Linked DNA regions of Danio rerio: region 1 is linked to region 2. Evidence: chromatin contacts called from public HiChIP or PLAC-seq data. All regions are on one chromosome and are shown on one strand. Each heading gives the region's core, a stretch centred on a gene start, on an enhancer-like site or on the middle of the called end of the contact. The rest is flanking DNA. Distances are from core to core; before and after follow the strand shown. Region 1 holds the start of LOC568883 (long-chain fatty acid transport protein 6). Region 2 holds the start of slc12a2 (solute carrier family 12 member 2).

Evidence for each region. HiChIP or PLAC-seq counts read pairs in DNA pulled down with a chosen protein or histone mark.
Region 1: a contact with region 2 is called in an H3K4me3 HiChIP or PLAC-seq map of gastrula embryo, with 2.9 times the contacts expected there. The contact joins the promoter of LOC568883 here to the promoter of slc12a2 in region 2. A contact is called at or near these places in 2 of 18 Hi-C or Micro-C datasets (caudal fin and hematopoietic stem cells) and 2 of 4 datasets of contacts at active chromatin or transcription factors (embryo and gastrula embryo).

The regions. Positions count from the first base shown.
Region 1 is chr10:18,788,070-18,793,075 of GRCz12tu, reverse strand. It overlaps LOC568883 (long-chain fatty acid transport protein 6), which reads left to right and starts at 2,204. Exons shown (of 10, transcript XR_012386198.1): 1 at 2,204-2,720.
Region 2 is chr10:18,505,257-18,510,129 of GRCz12tu, reverse strand. slc12a2 (solute carrier family 12 member 2) reads right to left here and starts at 2,578. Exons shown (of 27, transcript NM_001002080.1): 1 at 1,991-2,578. The coding sequence starts at 2,512.

The DNA.
Region 1 (5,006 bases), core at 955-3,454, 280 kb before region 2:
TTTTAATAAGATTTCATCCTATAAGAAAATATCTGTTACTAAGAGGTCAGTAATGTACCTAATAGGATGAAATAACTTTATTTTAAAATCCTTCGTAATGACTATCCCTAAAATGTATCTAAATTTAATATAAACAATTTTTCCCAATGCACATTCTGTAATTCTTATCTGGAAATGATGGCACATTTATTTTTAGAATGCAATTTTGTAGAAATTTTTTGGATTGAAATATCTTGGCTTGTTTTCTCAGCATAAAAGTTTAGATTTTTAAGACAATTAATCTATTGTCTTTGATTTGGGAGTCATTTTGTAAGGAAGCGGACAATAATGTGTTTTAATTTTTAACTCTTTGTCGCCTGTCGAATGTATGCCTAATTTTAGAACATTTTGTATTGACTTGAAACTCTATTATGAATCTTTCTGCTTATTGTTAAATAAGGAAGCTGCCAAAATAACTGTACTACTAGAAAAAAATTGTGTTTACATTATAAGCATACTTTTAAATGATCAGATCCTTTTTGTTACGCCCATATAACACTCTAATAATTTAGAGCGTTTTTATTTTATTTTATGTTCTTTAAATATTTATTTTTCTTTCATGTATTGGTTTTTTCTTTATCCTTTGAAACATTTGTGTAACTAGCTGTACAATGAATATTTATCATTTGTATTCAAGTCACACAATATCAGTACAAATTAATGTTTTATGTATCCTGTTGATAAAAAAGGATGTCAGTGACGTTTCTCTTTAGGTTTAGCTCCATCAAGTGGACGTCGACATAATTTTGCATGATTTGCTTCCGCTCTTTTTCTGAAACTTCCATCTGTTGTTGTTGATAAACTAGAATCCATTTGTAGTTTTTTTTTATAAAACATCTCTGCTCATAAAAACAATATGAACCATTTCATAATTTCTAATGGTTCCCTTTAAAACATTACAAACAATCGACTTTTAATCATTAAAAACTAGGCTGTGTGACTCCATTAGGATAATTTTAATATGAAACAAGACATGTAACCCAGAGGAACAATTATAGTTTCCATTATGAGCATTACAAATTCAATTAGTGTTTCTATTTTTTTCAACAGGAGCATCACTAAAATCCTTGTTCCATACACGATGACTAAAAGTTCTCATATTTTCTAATGTTTTTGAAAAAAGCCTCTTCATCTGCATTTATTTGATTCGAAAAACAAAGCTGAATTGTCAGGAGTCACTATTTTAGTCTTCAATGCCACATGATCCTTATGGAAGGAAATACTTTTACTCAGAAATAATGCATTGAAAGTCACTGCCCATATAAAGTTATGGATATTTGAAACTGATGTAGCCTATTTTTAATTAATATTAATAAGAGGTATTAATAAGCATTATTGACTTCAGTTTTGCTTTACATTTTGGAAATTCAGCTTTGCTTTACATTTTATTTAAAATATATATATTTATATTTGTTACCTATAGAAATACATAAATGCCTTATAGGGACTTGATGTTTGTGTTCTGTGTAATTATTATTCATAATATTATTCATCATTCATTTTCTTTTTGGCTTACTCCCCTAATTAATCCGGGGGGTCGCCACATCGGAATAAACCTCCAACTTATTCAGCACATGTTTTATGCAGCGGATGCCCTTCCGGCTGTAATCCATCTCTGGGACACATCCACACTCATATACTACGAAAACTTAGCCTACCCATTTACCTATACTGCATGTCTTTGGACTGTGGGGGATATTTTTTTAGTTCAAAACTTCTGTCAAAAGCAATAAATAAAAAATCTGAATTTTTACCAATTTCTCCAATTAAGTTGTTCTTTTAAAATATTTTTTCCCCATTAATAAGCACAGGTATACATTTTTATATAAAAAATAAAACATAGAAAGAAATAAACTAATTAGCATCATCAAAATTAAATAGATGTTTTCATTGTTGCAGTCTCACATTATAGCCTACCTGGACAGACCTTTTGGGCACTTGCTGACTGCCCATTTTTTAAGGTTTGGACCAATGGTGATGTGTTCCCTGTTGATGACTATATCTGTTTCAGTATGATGGGATGGGAGACGGAATCTGTAATGCTCTGTGAACTCTCTGGGCGTGCTGTTTGTATTTTAGGATAATGAAAGGTTGAAAACCCATGCCTTGCGCATGCGCAGTAGCGCGCGAGGCTATTTAAATGTGGGGTGAAGATTCCTACAACAAACAGTTCTCATCAGTGAGAGTTACGCATCATCACGTCGTGATGAGTTGGGCCATCAGCACTCTGGCTGTCGGGATTGTCACACTTTTGATTATCCAGATGAAGTTTTACCCTTACTTTTGGGATGATTTAATGTATTACGTTAAAGTTCGGCGAGTGGGGTGGCGGATGATGGCGAGGATGAAGCGCGGGGTTGTCACATATCTCCAGTGCTTTGAGCTGCAAGCCACAAACATCCCGGATAAGCCTTTCATTGTTTTTGAAGACCAGACTCTCACGTATAGAGACGTGGATGTGCGGAGTAACAAATTAGCAAACGTCTTGAAATCTCACCGTGGTCTGAAACACGGTGACATTGTGGCGCTTCTAATGAATAATGAGGCGGATTTCATCTGCGTTTGGCTCGGACTCTGTAAACTGGGCTGCGAGGTCGCGTTTCTCAACTTCAACATCAAATCTCAGTCTTTGCAGCACTGTTTGGACCGCTGTGGAGCTAAAACGCTAGTTATTGGTTCAGGTAAGCGTCACAAGACAACACCGCAACACTCAGGTTTATTCAGCGAAACATATTTTATGGGTGCTCTGAGCATACATTTACGTTACTTTATGGAAACGCAGTTTATTATTTTCTTTGCTACAACGTAAGAGAGGTTGGGACACTTTCTTTCCCCGTCACAGCCCCATTTCACTGGCCAACTTCCCCTGAAACTAAAGTGAACGTCAACATGTTGCGTCTTGTGAAAACAGTGTTCGATGTAAATGCAGAGAATTTTGCTACAGAAACGGTTTGTGAATATGTCATCATGACACACGACACATTCTCTTAAAAGAGAGTCTTTAATGTTTATTTGGAGTTCGTATATAATTGTGTTTTGAAAACTGTTTGTTAAAAACTTTTAAACACAAGAAAAGTTTGTCAAGTGGGGCTTTTGGGTCAAAATGTTTGTTAAAACAAACAAGAAACCTTTTTTTAGGCCAGCAGTATGAAAAGTTATGATTATTTTACTATATTAAAAGTGTAGATCACTCAAATTAAAATTCCCTCACCATTTACTATTCCAGAAAGTGATTTCAAACCTTGTGTTTAGTTCCTCTGAACACAAATAAGCTATTTTGAAAACGTGTAACCAACCATTGTCTTCCATATAAGGAGAACAGATGTTATGGAAGTGAAAGGTTACAAGTTTTCAACATTTTCTAAAATAGATATGGTGTTTCACATAAAAAATAGACTCCTAAAGGTTTGGAATCATATGAGGGAGAGTAAATCGTATGTTTTCATCTTTGGGTGAAATGTCTCTTTAATGTGGTAAAATAATAACATTTAAATATTCTTTCATTCATTTTCATTTCGGCTTGGCGCCTTTATTAATCAGGGGTCGCCACAGCAGAATGAACCAAAAACTGTTTTGGAAGGCAGATTGCCTTCCAGCCACAACCCAACAATGGGAAACACCCATACACACTTTTTCACATAAACTACAGCCAATTTAGCTTGTTCAATTAATCTATAGCGCATGTCTTTGGAGCATGTTTTCCGAGGCACCCAGATGAAATCCTCACGAACACTGGGAGAACATGCCAACTCCACACGGAAATGCCAACCGATCTGACTGGGGCTTGAACCAGCGACCAGCGATCAAGCTACCCACTGCGCCACTGTAGCACTAAATTTAAATGTAACTACATGTATTAATTTTGTTTGAGACAAGTGAAAAAAGGAGTAAATAATAACTGAATTTTTTAGTTTTGGCATCCCTTTAAATGTTGTTATTTACTTTGATTGCTTGTCAGACTTTTTGTTACATTGAAATAGGGCTGCACAATATATTGGAATTATCAAAATATTGCAATTGTATCTTTGTAAGACTTTCAGCACAGTTTTTTGAAATCAAACGGAGTGGACATGATGCAAAAATCTGAAACCGTTTTAGTATGGATATTGAAATGTAACCAAGGAAGCAAGCCATGATAAGAAACAGTGAGGCAGCTAAAAAGTAGTCGTTTCAAGCAGTGGTGGAAACTGACAAATCATACTTTGAGTATCATACATAGTCAAGTAATGTGAAAAAAATCTAGCTCTTTCAATATTTTACCTTGTTACTTACTTTGAACTTGGACTAACATGTCACTAGTGTCCAGCACCATAATCCTTGCAGCACTAATAGAATATGTGAAAATTATCAATTTATTTGGAATTGTAACATTCTGTTGTTCATTTAAGTTTTGTTTAAGGCGGTTAAGGCCATTTAATAATTTTTTTTCAGTCTTTTTTTTCATCATCAGTGTATCTTTCATATTAATTTCAAATGTTTTAGCATTTTCTTGGCTACTTTTAATGCTGACATCTGTCTGTGACCCTGACCCTGCTTAAAAGTACTTTTAATACTTTTAAGATTGTGACTTGATTGGATGGGAAACACAGGACTGATTATTTTGCTTACCCAATTACCATCAACAAGACAAAATAAACAAAATAATGACTGCAGGTTGAAGGAAAATAGTGAAGCAAAAAAAGCACAGACACAGGAAAACAGTTGACTCTAGTCAAGTTAAAAGTACACCGGCACAATTGTACAATTCCAGAGAAAAACTACTGTTGAGTAGTATTTATAATTAATTACTTTTTTCTTTTCTTGATCGTTTCTGATGTTTTCAGGTTTACATTAATATCCGCACCATGTTTCTCCACTGTTATATATTTTTATTTTTTACCTTCTTAAAAGTGTTTAGTTTTTTGCAACTGTAAAATATGTTAATATAAAAGTAATACGAAACTTGTTTTCATCAATATAACACAGCC
Region 2 (4,873 bases), core at 1,329-3,828:
ACACTATGGACAATTTAGCTTACCCAATTCACCTGTACCGTATGTCTTTGGACTGGGGGGGAAACCAGCGACCCAGCGACCTTCTTGCTGTGAGGCGACAGCACTACCTACTGCGCCACTGCCTCACCACTGTTCACCCACTTAACTTTAATGTATGTTCAGTACCAACTCATTAGTCCATCTCTTGAATGCATTTTCAGCACTAACCCACTAAATTGGCATCCTTTGATTGTGTCTACTAGGAATGGGATGATAACTGTTTTCAAGGTATACCGCGGTTTGAAAAAGTCAAGGTTTTAAAAGGTTTTAGGTTTTTTCCTAAGGTTTGTGTTAGATTTTTTTTATTACTTTTTTTTGTGTTTTTAGGACAACAGTATCTCCAGCAAAAAAGATATCCAAAGATGCCATTTTAAATTCTAAAATAAAATCTGTTTTTGACAAATGAAAACAGCAGAAGTGAATAATTCATTTGAATTATTTAGCCTGACATGTTTACTGTCTGTTTCAAACTATTTTAAATGTTTCTTAAAATAAAATATATTGTGTGTAAAAGAGAAAAAAATTGAGTTTTTACCCAGACATTGAAAAAGAATATATTTTATTCAAAATTACTAAATGTATTCAATAATAACTTACTAGTGTCCAGCATGTATGGTTTGTACAAACCCACTCAACAAGTGTCTAGCATGCTTGTTTATTATTAGAGCATTAAAACAGCACTTGGAGTGTAAGGCTAGGCTATTTGAGCTCAAAAAATCAAATGAAAGCACATCTCTGTATTTTGGTCTGAATTGCAGTATGCAGAATATATCTCTGAATTTTCCGTGCTTGAATAAAGAAAATCAATATTTCTTTTACATTTTTACATCCTCTAAAAGGCTGTCAAATCTAACATAGTGAAATCTAAAAACAAACAAAAAAGCTTTTTGAAGCTAGAATTAAATGAATAAAATAGTTTTGATTACCCCATTACAACAATCTCTTCATATTTACTTATCGGTCATGACTTTACCGATGACTTTTTTTGTTGTTGACCTTTTCAGAACTTTTAAAAATTGTGAAAACACCTGTGATGTTTAAGTTACACATCAATTCTCAAACACATGAAACCAAGTAGTCTGTCAAAGCATTTGATGCTTCAAACTATACTTCTTAACTATTATTATTTAGTAGTATATAGTTTGAATCATGTTCAGGATGATTAACAGGCTGAATAATGCACTTTCCTAGCAGCAGCTACTCTGTATCTTCCTCTATTTTTCAGAATTACTTGTATAATTCTATCTTCTTTTTTTACATTAATGGTATTGGCCCATACCATATTATTCTTTAGAAAAAGATATCAATAAGCTTTACAACTTCAATATACTGCCAAGCCCTACTGAAGTGTTTGACTAGTAATAACCAAAAGATCCAGGGTTTGATGCGTGTTGAGTACAACTACCCACTAAACCAGCATCTGGCATGCATGTTCAGTTGGAACTAGTGTTTGATGTGTGTTCAGCATGAACCCAATAAACCAGTCTCAGGGATCCATGTTCAATACTAACCTAGCTTGGCCTTTTAATTATGAACCACTAAACTTGTCTCTAGCATGTGGGTTTAATTCCAACACACCAAACCAGTGCCACGCTAGTTTAGTATGTTGCTACTGAACACAAATCCTTAAAGTGTGTCTAGTACTAACTTACTAAACCAGTGACTGGCATATGTGTTCATTACTGACTCATTAAAATAACTTATGTCTGTGTGTTAAGTAGTAACTTAAACAACTGTTTAATTATGTGTTCAAGTTCAATACAAACGCACTGCACTAGATTCCAGCATGCATGTTCAGAATTAACTCACTAATGTATATCATCTCTGTACATCAGTGTTATTGTTCTTCTGCATAAGGTTAAGTGTTCAGTATTAACTTTCTAAACTCCAATGTCGGTCTAAGGGGTTATAACCCATTAAACTAGTGAGTGGTTCGTGTGCGGGGCTGTACCTTGTCCAGCTCGTCGTGCAGTTCTGAGAGGGTGGGTCTAATGAGTTTCTCGCCCAGCGGAGCGGCGGTCTGCCGGTAGAAGTCGATCTTGGGCACGGCGTCGATGGTGTTGTGTCCGAACGTACGGAGGTAGTAGGTGTTGGTGTGTGTATCGTAGTGATGGTGCTGCTGGCCGCCGGTGGAGGAGTGCAAACTGCCCTCGCTCATCACCGTGTCCCCGTTCTGCGCGGTTTCCGCCGGCGCGGCGTCCGGACTTGAGGCCGCAAAGTTCACAACCCGAAACCGGCCCTTGGCTTCCTCGCCGCCAGATACTGAATCCCGGAGCCCATCGGGCGGCGGCTCGGCAACGTACTCGGGTGGGGATGAGTCGAAGCCGACAGTGGTTTCACCGTCCCCTGCGGACTCTGTCACCAGATCCACCTGGAAGCGGCTCTGGCTCGGAGTCGGACCGGCGGGTTTAAGCGCATCAGGTTCGGGCGCAGAGAGATAATCGCCCGCGGAGATTGGAGGTGACGCCGACATGGTGAGTCAAAAAACCCTTCCCAAAGCTGATACTGTCCGATAAAAGTGCAAACGAGCCAATGGATGTGACCCAGCGTAGTCACTGATGCTGCAGGAAGACTAAAACAACGCGCCGCGCTTCCCTCTGAACCCGCAGCGCGACGCGCACATGCGGATGCAAATGGAGAACAGCAGCACGTCCAGTCAACAACTCCTGACAAGTTACACACGCTCAGTGAAACATCCAACGCACAGCCCGGTGTGTGCTCTCGCAAGGACTCTACAGACCCAGATAGTCTCTATGAATCGAGCTTTCCTTGGCTAAATTGCGCCGTGATGCTGCGCGACCTTGCCGCAACTCCTCCTCTCGTGCCCGCCAGTCTTGCTGCTTTATACGCGCACTGCAGCAGGACAGCGATGCTGGGTGACATCGCGAGAGGAAAGGCACTCGCGAGATTTGATCGCCCCATCTCTCGAGTTCAGGGGCGGAGGCTACAGCAGCCCGATCACACAGAGGCAAATGAGAAGTTGAGTCACGAACAGATTGTCATTGTTATGTGACATTATAATAAATACATCTATATTAAATGAATGTGTGCTAGTTGTCACAGTCTTTAATTGTACAAATAAGGCAATACAATAACTAATATCAAAGGTTGCTTCTGTCTGTGATCTAAAAAAAAAACCAAAAAAAAAAAAAAAAAAAATATATATATATATATATATATATATATATATATATATATATATATATATATATATATATATATATATATATACATCCACCGATTTTTCTTTCCAAATTCAAATAAATTATAACATTAAATGGAAATAAATAAAAAATATATTTTTTATTTAACGGCATTTTGTAAAGTCATTATTTCAAAAGACATAGCAAACATATTGAAGTTTGCTGAGTGATTAAATTCCAAGCAATCTCCCAAAAGAACGATTGTTTGGTGCAACGAAGTCTTTTATCCACAGGTGTCTATAAAAAAATGCCTGTTTTGTTTTCTATTGGCGCAAACATCAAGACATCCTTTTCCCTAACCTTGTTGTCAAACTGAACAGAGCGCCCCCAGTGTCCCAATAGACGAAATAGGGATCAGTAGCCCTACTTACCCTAATAATACATTTTATATATAATAAAATTATATAAAACTTTTTACATTTAACAAATGTATAAAACTATATTAATTTTTTACTCAAGCGATTCAATAGTGTTTATATGCTTAATTATCTAATAACTATTTAATTAATTATATATATATTTAATTTAATAAATATAATTTATATATATTATACTGTGTATATATAAAACAGCTTTGACAGTTTAGTAAAAGATAATAGTTTATGATCAGATAATCAGTTAAGATAATCAGTTTAAACCTATATATATTGTTTAAATGATTTACTAGGCTAATTTATTTTAATGTGACACATTATTGTTTGCTTTTCATAGTTTACAACAAATTGATTTTAACTAAGTATGATAAGATTAAGATCCTGAATTTGTTTATTACACTTATTCCTACAATTAGACAGTCTGTTGTTTTCTTTGTTTATGTGGAGACACGAATAAAGTCATAAGTGTCTTTAATCCATAATTTTTTATTTACATAGTTCAGAAACTACAGAGATGTTAAAATGATATATTAATAATGACCATATTTATAATAATATTAATTAAAATAACCATATTTTTGAAATTCAATAGGTGGCCATAATTCTAAAGTGAGTTAGTTATCATAAATGGTTTGGCCAATATGGTTTGCCCTGCTAGATTGTGTGTGCCTTAAACGTGTGTGGTTCTGTGGTTCTGCAGCTGGATATATCTACTACCTACTGATCCGTAAACTTTATTGGAACAAACAACATATCTCATTGAACTAATAATTAACTCTTAAACTCTTCATGAATCTTAATGTCTGAAGTCGGTATCATCAAATCTGTAAACTGTAGCCTATGCTCAGGAGAGCTATTTTAATATTTTGTTTATTGGCATTTATAACTACAAATTTATTTTAAAGAAGTTAAACATGGACATAGCAGACAGTAGACACATGTGCGAAAGGCCGCCACCAGTTTAGTGGATACAAATGGTATACAAACAGATGCAAATGTTATACAAACAGGAAAAATGCACACAAAATTTCAGAACAAACAGAACAAATGTCTGTGTTTATTCTCACTTTCCTTTTCACCTAGCACGACTTGAAATGTTTTATGGAAATTGTTTGAAAAATTTTCTGAAATAATGTGCAAATATCAGGCCTCTTTCTTTCTTCACTTCACAAAGTTCATTCATTCATTTTCTTTTCTGCTTAGTCCCTTTATACTCAGGGGTCGTCACAGCGGAATGAACCACCACCTTATGTGCAT